Linked DNA regions of Zea mays: regions 2 and 3 are each linked to region 1. A link is a contact called in public Hi-C data. All regions are on one chromosome and are shown on one strand. Each heading gives the region's core, a stretch centred on a gene start, on an enhancer-like site or on the middle of the called end of the contact. The rest is flanking DNA. Distances are from core to core; before and after follow the strand shown. Region 1 overlaps LOC103652949 (coiled-coil domain-containing protein SCD2). Region 2 has its middle 49 kb from the start of LOC100285107. Region 3 holds the start of LOC103652948 (RNA polymerase II C-terminal domain phosphatase-like 3).

The links. Hi-C and Micro-C count contacts between places; a contact is called where the count stands out from the background.
Region 2: a contact with region 1 is called in a Hi-C map of tassel, with 4 times the contacts expected there. The contact joins two enhancer-like sites. A contact is called at or near these places in 4 of 25 Hi-C or Micro-C datasets (bundle sheath, ear, leaf and 1 more).
Region 3: a Hi-C map of leaf shows a contact between it and region 1, with 4 times the contacts expected there. The contact joins the promoter of LOC103652948 here to the enhancer-like site in region 1. A contact is called at or near these places in 4 of 25 Hi-C or Micro-C datasets (leaf and tassel).

Annotation. Positions count from the first base shown.
Region 1 is chr4:24,442,508-24,445,039 of Zm-B73-REFERENCE-NAM-5.0, forward strand. LOC103652949 (coiled-coil domain-containing protein SCD2) reads left to right here. Exons shown (of 16, transcript XM_020552484.2): 14 at 81-121; 15 at 269-395; 16 at 541-879. The coding sequence ends at 659. Among protein-coding and RNA genes, the nearest start is that of LOC103655158, 8.7 kb to the right of the region's middle. Within about 2 kb of position 1,259, at least 18 of the 20 cell types and tissues checked have an H3K27ac peak or open chromatin away from gene starts, as enhancers often do. A contact at or near this core is called in bundle sheath, ear, leaf and 1 more, where this site is marked.
Region 2 is chr4:24,636,827-24,639,358 of Zm-B73-REFERENCE-NAM-5.0, forward strand. No RefSeq gene overlaps it. Among protein-coding and RNA genes, the nearest start is that of LOC100285107, 49 kb to the left of the region's middle. Within about 2 kb of position 1,270, at least 17 of the 20 cell types and tissues checked have an H3K27ac peak or open chromatin away from gene starts, as enhancers often do. A contact at or near this core is called in bundle sheath, ear, leaf and 1 more, where this site is marked.
Region 3 is chr4:24,261,815-24,264,346 of Zm-B73-REFERENCE-NAM-5.0, forward strand. It overlaps LOC103652948 (RNA polymerase II C-terminal domain phosphatase-like 3), which reads left to right and starts at 1,268. Exons shown (of 11, transcript XM_008679934.3): 1 at 1,268-2,334; 2 at 2,426-2,532. The coding sequence starts at 1,286.

The DNA.
Region 1 (2,532 bases), core at 9-2,508:
CTGTAGTATCACCCAGTGCCATGTTTGTCCTGCTGGGGAACTCTACAAATCCATGACCATACTTAATCTGAGTTGTGCAGACCTAAGCAAGGAGGAGGAAGAAGATGTACAGTTCAAGCAGGTACCGTCCCCGTTCCTTTTTTTTTACTCTGAGACTCTGACTTAAACCAGCAAGTTGGTTAATTCTGTGCGAAGTTACTGATAAAATTCATTATGTAAACGCCAATGTTCTTATGTGGTGGCCGTCAACTCTGGTGCCGCGACCCAGGCTTGGCTCATATTTTTCTGGAGGAGGGCTAAGACCAACAACGTGGAAGAAGATATTGCCGAGGAGCGATTGCACATGTGGATCGATCGACACGGCCAGCAACCAACGTCACATGACGCTGTGGATGGTATAATTTCTTTTCTTCTGACTGCTTTCTTGTAGTATGCTTGAGGCTGTTGCCACACTGAACTTTGAAGAAGCCACGACGGTGATTGCTGGCCGTGAAAATCAGTCCGGAGATGACTTATATACCTTGGGCATTGTTCTCGCAGTTGAGCAAGGCATACACGAGCTGAGGAAGCTTGGCATCGAGCAGCTCCTGTGGGAGCTCTCCCGCCACGAGGCGAACCTTGCCAAAGACAGTCCATCTGATGTCGAGGACCTGACCTAACAGTAACAGCCTGAGCGGACGACGGTGGCCATCTCCCACCCAAATGCAGTCCAGGCTCCAGCCATATATTTGTATATCATACAGATAACTGGGACATGTAAACATTTTTTGTGGTTTTGGTTTTTCAGCTTTGTCACAAACAGTTCACTGACTCTCCCCGATGTACATAACTTCCACCCCCCGCTTTTGTTGTTTGTAAAAGGCAGCTTGAGGTGTGCAACGGAGAGTGTGTTGATGCGCACGGCGAAAAGGCGCGATAGATAGAAGAATGGCTGGTCAGCCGACTCTGCATGTATAGGTACCGTTACACGGCATGCAGTCCAACAACAGAGGAACATGCCATATACATGTCCTGGACTCTGAGTCTGAGGCCACATGAAGGGCATTGAAGCAACACTCGATTTTTCTATCAGCAAGCATCAAGCAATCAGTGAGCGTGTTGTACCAGAGCTAAAAAAAGAAAAACAACCTCTGTTCAAGGAAGAAGAAGAAAACGAACCCGGCAGAAAATAAAAGGCCCAGATAAAACTGAGCCCAACGAGGCCCTCGTCCTGTTTGGCTGTCAGATCATGCAGCCGGCCGCTTGCATACAGGTGCAGTTTTGGGTCCAGCGAGTTTTTAGACCCATCAGACAGCGACGAGCGAGCTGCAACGTTAGGGTATAGCTATTAGCTATACTGTGCAGCACCTATCCAACATTACATGGCGATGCAGACAGTCAAACGCACCTAGAAAATCACGAGAGGCACATCATCTCAGTACTTCGACGTCAATTTGTTTCTGAATCACAGGCGCGCATATATACACAACGTGCGTGTGCATGCCCTTTTCCTGTGCGATCGGTCGACGTCGACGACCGGTCCGATCGATTCTTCAATCTAGCCGCATTAGCAGTGAGCTAAGCCGGCCTAATTCCTCTAGTGTTCAGCTAGCTTGTGACAGCTCTCTTTCACAAGTCAGAACCAAACTGTAGGTCCCAGCTAACTACGTGTCGTTGCTTTCGGCTGGGGTTTTGTATATTCCCGTGCCGTGCGTGTCATGTTCTGCCCGGAAATGTGTGCGTGCATGGCGGATTATTATATATATATATATATATATATATATATATATATATATATATATATATATATATATATATATATATATATATATATATATATATATTAGGAGGCCTGTGTTTCCAATAACTAGAGGAAGCCCAGGTCGGACGGTGCAATCCGGTCGAGCCGGACCACATCCGGACGTCTATAAAACAGGACCCGGAGTGCTAGGGTTCAGTTTTTTACGCTCCACCCCGATTCATTAGCGACGCCGCGTGCGACGATGGCGGTTGCCCCAGAGCGTGCGCCGCGGTGGACCCCCAGCCGGTGGCCGCAACTCCATGACCTCGACGCGCGGTGGCGGAGGTTCCTCGATCCGGAGTAGTGGCGGCGGTTCCCAGGTCTGTGGCGGCGGCTCCCCGATCCAAAGGGCGAGCGACAGCGGGGCCCTTGTGCGGGCAAGCGGCGGCGTCCTCGAGGTCCCGAGGAGGCGGCACTTCCAAGGCCGACGAGCAAGCGACGCCCGTCGACGTGCGAGTAGCGACGGCGACGCATGAGGCGCAATGTTCGAGCGAGCGGTGTCACGGAAGGCCCGAGATGCGCGCAACGATGATCGCGCGTGACATCCTCCGATCCGGCGCAATTTTCTTTTCGATTATTGTGTTTTATGCCTACCACATGTATTATTTACGCCAATGTCACACCCGTTTCCAAAGGGCAGAGCCGGGTGCATAGCATATGTGTGCCAGGATCTATTTCCACACATATGTTGACGTCACAAGTGTAATATATCAAAAGAACAATGCATAAAAGCATAAATAACGAGTATATTA
Region 2 (2,532 bases), core at 20-2,519, 190 kb after region 1:
GGCGCGGGCCGGAATCAGCAGGATCGACGACGTCGAAGCAGCGGGGTTGATGATCACCAGAATCAACAGGGTCGACGACGTCAGAAGATCGCGAGCAGACGCGTGAGAACGCTTCCCAAAAACCTTATTCGCACTCTCCCGGTGTGTGGCGGTGGCGGGAGGTGAGAGCGCGAGGTTGAACGAAATATGGAGGCCTAAGCAAACAAACAAACAGTATTCGTTTACGTGTAATGTGATTACAGCTCTACGCAAACAAACAGGTGTAGCCGTATTAGTTACCTATCCATATTGAGGTCGCGTTACAAACAAGAACCAAACACCAAAGTGTTAGCGAGTAGCAATGTGATATACGTATATAGCTGGAAAACCTGGAGCATGGTCTTATGGCGTTGCCGTGAGGAGTTGCGGGATTTGAGGAAACGGCAAGCAATGATGCCGAAGAAAAGCTATGGACGGCGCCGTGGGAGCTAGCGAGCGGCCGAGATGAACACCTGTAAATGCAACGCAGAACAGCACCTGGAAGGGGTACGGTGGGGGCACCAGCACCATGAGAGATCGAGAGCCCGTCGGTTGTGATTCTGATTCACGTTCGTCGGTTCGTATGGAAGCCCAGCTGAGCTGAGCTGAGCTGAGTGAGTGCGATCCAGTTCCAGTTCCAGTCCACTCCATGCCCATCATCCCTCTCAGGCATTGTTCAGTTAAAAGGTGTTCTTCTCGGCCATCGATTATTCCACGGAAGGAAAAGGCTGGCATGGCATGTGATGGGCTGATGGCCGTCTTTCTACACAGCGTTGGACAATGATGGCTGGCCATGAGGTTTTATTACAGGAGTGTCAAGGGAGCAGAGGCAGCAGAAGAGACGGGGGGCCATGGATCATGGCAGCAGCGATGAGCGCGGCGGCCGAGTTCGAGCGAGCTGTGGCCTACGATCCACGCATGAGCGCCATGCCGTTTCCAAGTTCCGGCAGATACGGCGGTGGGTGGGATGCATGCAGAGAGCGAGCCTATTGAATTCGTTGACTCCTCAAAGTCCTCAAGCCACGTGTCGGAATTTGATGCCTCTCGGAGTTTCTGTTCATGCTACAAAAAAAAAAAAGTTTCAAGCAACAGTCTACACCTTTGTTTCGAACGAACGAACTAAGGTAAGAAAGAAAAAAAAACAGGTTTTCTTTTTCATTGATCGGGTGACTCGGGTTGTCGTGTGAGGCCCATCTCGCAGTTGTTGTTGCACCGTAGCTGTTGGCCCGTTGGATATTTCTAACTGGGCCTGTGCACTGCGCCGTGAGGCCCAACTTCTCGCCCTCCCTTTTAACTAGCCAGTCGCCGCCTCGCCGGGCACCTGACCCCTGCTTCTTCCGGCCGGTCCCTGACCCCGATGGTAGCGAATCTGAATGGCCCGACCACCTCAAGTTGTTCTCCACAGTATAGCTTTAACCAATGTTTTATTATTAAAATACACATAAACTCTTAATACATTTATATTTTTTGTAAAAGTACTTTTAAAGGTAAATCGGTACATATGACTATTAGATTTCAAAACGAAATAACAAAATGGTTATTTGTAGTCAGAGTTTTATAAGTTCGACTCAAACCTTATCCAAAACGACTTTTAGTTCGGAACTGGAGGGAGTAGTTTGGTACGTAGGGTGAAAGAAATATGTCATGTTATTTTAGTATAAATGAAGAAATCAAGCAAATAACGTTGAGGTTTTGATATCGATTTCGATATCAATCACAATATGATATCGATTTGCAGTGGAAGCGTATCGTCTTTCTTCGAAGATTCTATTTGTCTTCAATGAAACTACTACATACATAATAATGTTAGAAATTATGTTAGTTTCAAAGATAATAAACTATAGAGTAAACTCCCCTTAAAAGTGTGCTTACAAGTTTTCAATACTTGCAGGAGACATGTACTTTGAACTTTAAGGTCAAGAAACCACTTGAAAGGATAATGTCACGTGAGCATTACCTTAGGTGATACGTAAAGGTAAATTATCTACAATTTAAATTTTGATACATGTAATTCAAAACAATATCAATTAAAAATTTATGGAACTTAAACGAGATACCAATTGAAAACAGAAACATATATCGTTTGTTTAGGAATTTTAAACAACCTATGTGTCATGCTTTATTTAACATTTTAGACTATATAGGTTTTGCTCCAAGAGTATTAGTTTAAATCGAGCAATCCTACCAATAATGTTCCTAGTATATGCATGTTTATCAATTGAAAACAAATAATAATTAAAAGTATATAATATATGATATTCAATTTAATACCAATTTAAGAACATAACAATTAAAAGCAATACTAGGCATAAAGGTAAACTAGATGCTTAAATAAAGATACACATATAAAAAATATGGCATGATAAATCTAGCTACCTAAATATGGGTGGAGAGATTGGGTCCATAATTTTCACTAACCCACTTGGCAATAAACTTGATGTGATATGATGTATCCCATGATACACATCCTAATTTTGCCAAGTCTCCAAATTTTCTAAAGTCTATTGGACTTCT
Region 3 (2,532 bases), core at 18-2,517, 180 kb before region 1:
TACTGCTATTATTGCTACGATGTTGATTAACAACAAACTTAAAAAGCATGAGTAAATATGTTGGTATTGGTATGCAATGACCCATGGCTATTTCCATTATATCATCACACTTTTCTTTTACTTCGTTGCACGTTTAGTGATAATGATATACAATTCTCTACTCACATGTTATCTTATTTAGATATAGTAGATATTCTAATACATAGTGTAGCTTATTTTCCACGGGAGACAATATCCATAGTTCGCGTTGTTGCACACCAACATCGTTGAGAATGATACATGCTCCTAATGGCCTCCGAGAGCGAGTGCTTAATGATGTTCTCTGTTGGAACTACAATCCATGCCAGAATGAATTAGGTAGAGTCAAAACCTAAAAAATTATTTGGGTTAATTATATCCAATATTCCAATGTGGCCGTGCCAATAACGTGACGAGTAATTTTTGGTATAATATTTTTGTGCCTCTATTTACTTGGCATGTGGTTAGTTTGGTTTAGATAAATTTAACAATTTAAATCATATAGAGCATATGGAGCAAATTCTAAACTAATAATCAATAATAACAAGTTTGGTGTAGCTATTTTGCCACCATAGCTCTTCAAACATGGGTAAGAAAGATACACTACTAAAGATGCAACAAATTTACTATCGAGATCGAGTTTCGCTAGAAAACAGACTTTTCTCTATTCCACGAGGACAAAAGAAGTGCCGAGTAGTGTTACACAAGTTCAATCTGAAAAAATAAGTACCCAACATATTCAACAAAGAGAGGGACTTTTTGGTAGGGTTTCTGGCTTTCTGCCCTAGCACCGTAAAACTGTTTTTAATTTCTCTAGAAAATTCATGGTGAGACATGATGTTTCTAAAAGCTGTTTTAGCATCGTTTGTTGTCAAAGTTTTTTTGGTGGAACTAAAATATACTAGTTTCTTCCAATTCTTTGTGTTGTCTTTTTCTTAAAAAATGTTTTCTCAAACCTATAAGGGCTAGTTTGAAAAACTTAAATTCTATCCAGGATTCTCGTGGATTGAGAGAAAAATAAGCTATTTTTCTATTCAATCACCGAGAATTCCGTAGAGAACGTAAGTTTCTAAACTAGCCCTAAAACTGATTTTAAAGCTGAAGCCAACAAAATATCAATTCACTAGGAAAGCACATGACCAAAATGAACTGATAAATGCAAAGCAAAGAGCAAGGGCATAAGCATAATCCAGACCGCAGGACTGGCAGGGGAATATAAGCCAGAGCATGACATCAGCCTAGCCGCGCTGTGCCATGTCGTCCATGTATGTGGCCTTGTATAGACTGTGCAGCCAACGCGAACAGCCCCGGCAAGACGTGTCCGGATCGACACCGTCCAACTCAAACCCCAACGGCCGGATCCGACCCGGCGTGCTCTACATATGCGTCCCGTCACCCCTCTCCTCTTCATCCTCTCTTTTCTTCGCCCAAATCTCGCGTGCTGCCTCCGTCCTGCCCCCAGCGCGTGCGCTCCGATCCGCCGGGTTTCAGCGCTGCGGCTGTCGATTTACGCGATTTGTCTGGCAGAATACAGTTCAGAGCCTCGAGCGCTGCAGATCGAGGACCTGGTCGTCGGATTCGGGCGCCGCGGGTGAGACCTAGGCGCCGGAGTTTTTGTGACGGAGTTTTGGCGTGGTTGGTGGAGGGGGGGAGGAAGGAGCGGTCTCATATGCGCGTGACGGTCACGCCCAAGGACGAGGAAAGGCTGGTTGACTTGATGGCGCGCGAGCAGCCGCGGTCGGCGGTGGTTGCGGCGGGCGGAGATTTGGTCACTGCTGCCGGGGGCGGGGGCGAGGGGTCGGATAGGGACTCTTCGGGGTCCATAGAGGAGATTACGGCTGACGACTTCAAGAAGGACTCGTCGTCGGCGTTGGGCGGCGCGGCGGCGGCGGCGGGGCCGAGATCTAGGTCTTGGGTGGCCCCGCCCGCCGTGGGTTACATGGCCCGGAACTTTCGCTATGCCTTCAATAGCTTTGCGTGGTCGCAGGCCGTGCGGAATAAGCCGCTGGGGCTACAACCGCCTGCCCCAGACGACGACGAGGTGGAGCACGCCGTGGACGTCTCCGACGGAGAGAAGGAAGAGGGCGAGATTGAGGAGGGGGAGGCTGTGGAGGCCTTGGCCTCGCCTGCTCCTGCGCAGCCTGAGACCATCGATTTGGACTCCGACGCCCCGGAGAAGTCAGAGTCGGTGGCTATCGATGGAAGTGCCAGTGTTGTGCCTGTCCCAGCTGCTGAGGAAGAGGAGGTGAACCTTGATCAGCGTGTGGGGAGTATACTGGAGGAGCTCGAGATGGTCTCCATTGAGGAAGCTGAGAAGTATATGGGCATATGCTTCATGTTTTTCCTTGAACAAAGGCTTTGTTTCAGGTGTCTGAGAAAACCAGTTGTAACCGCTGCCATGTTGCAGGTCGTTCGAGGGTGCATGCGCACGACTGCATACCTGCTTCGAGAACCTGAAGCCTCTGTTCCAGGAACTGGAGAACGGGAGCCCGATGGCTATCCTTGAACCCCTCA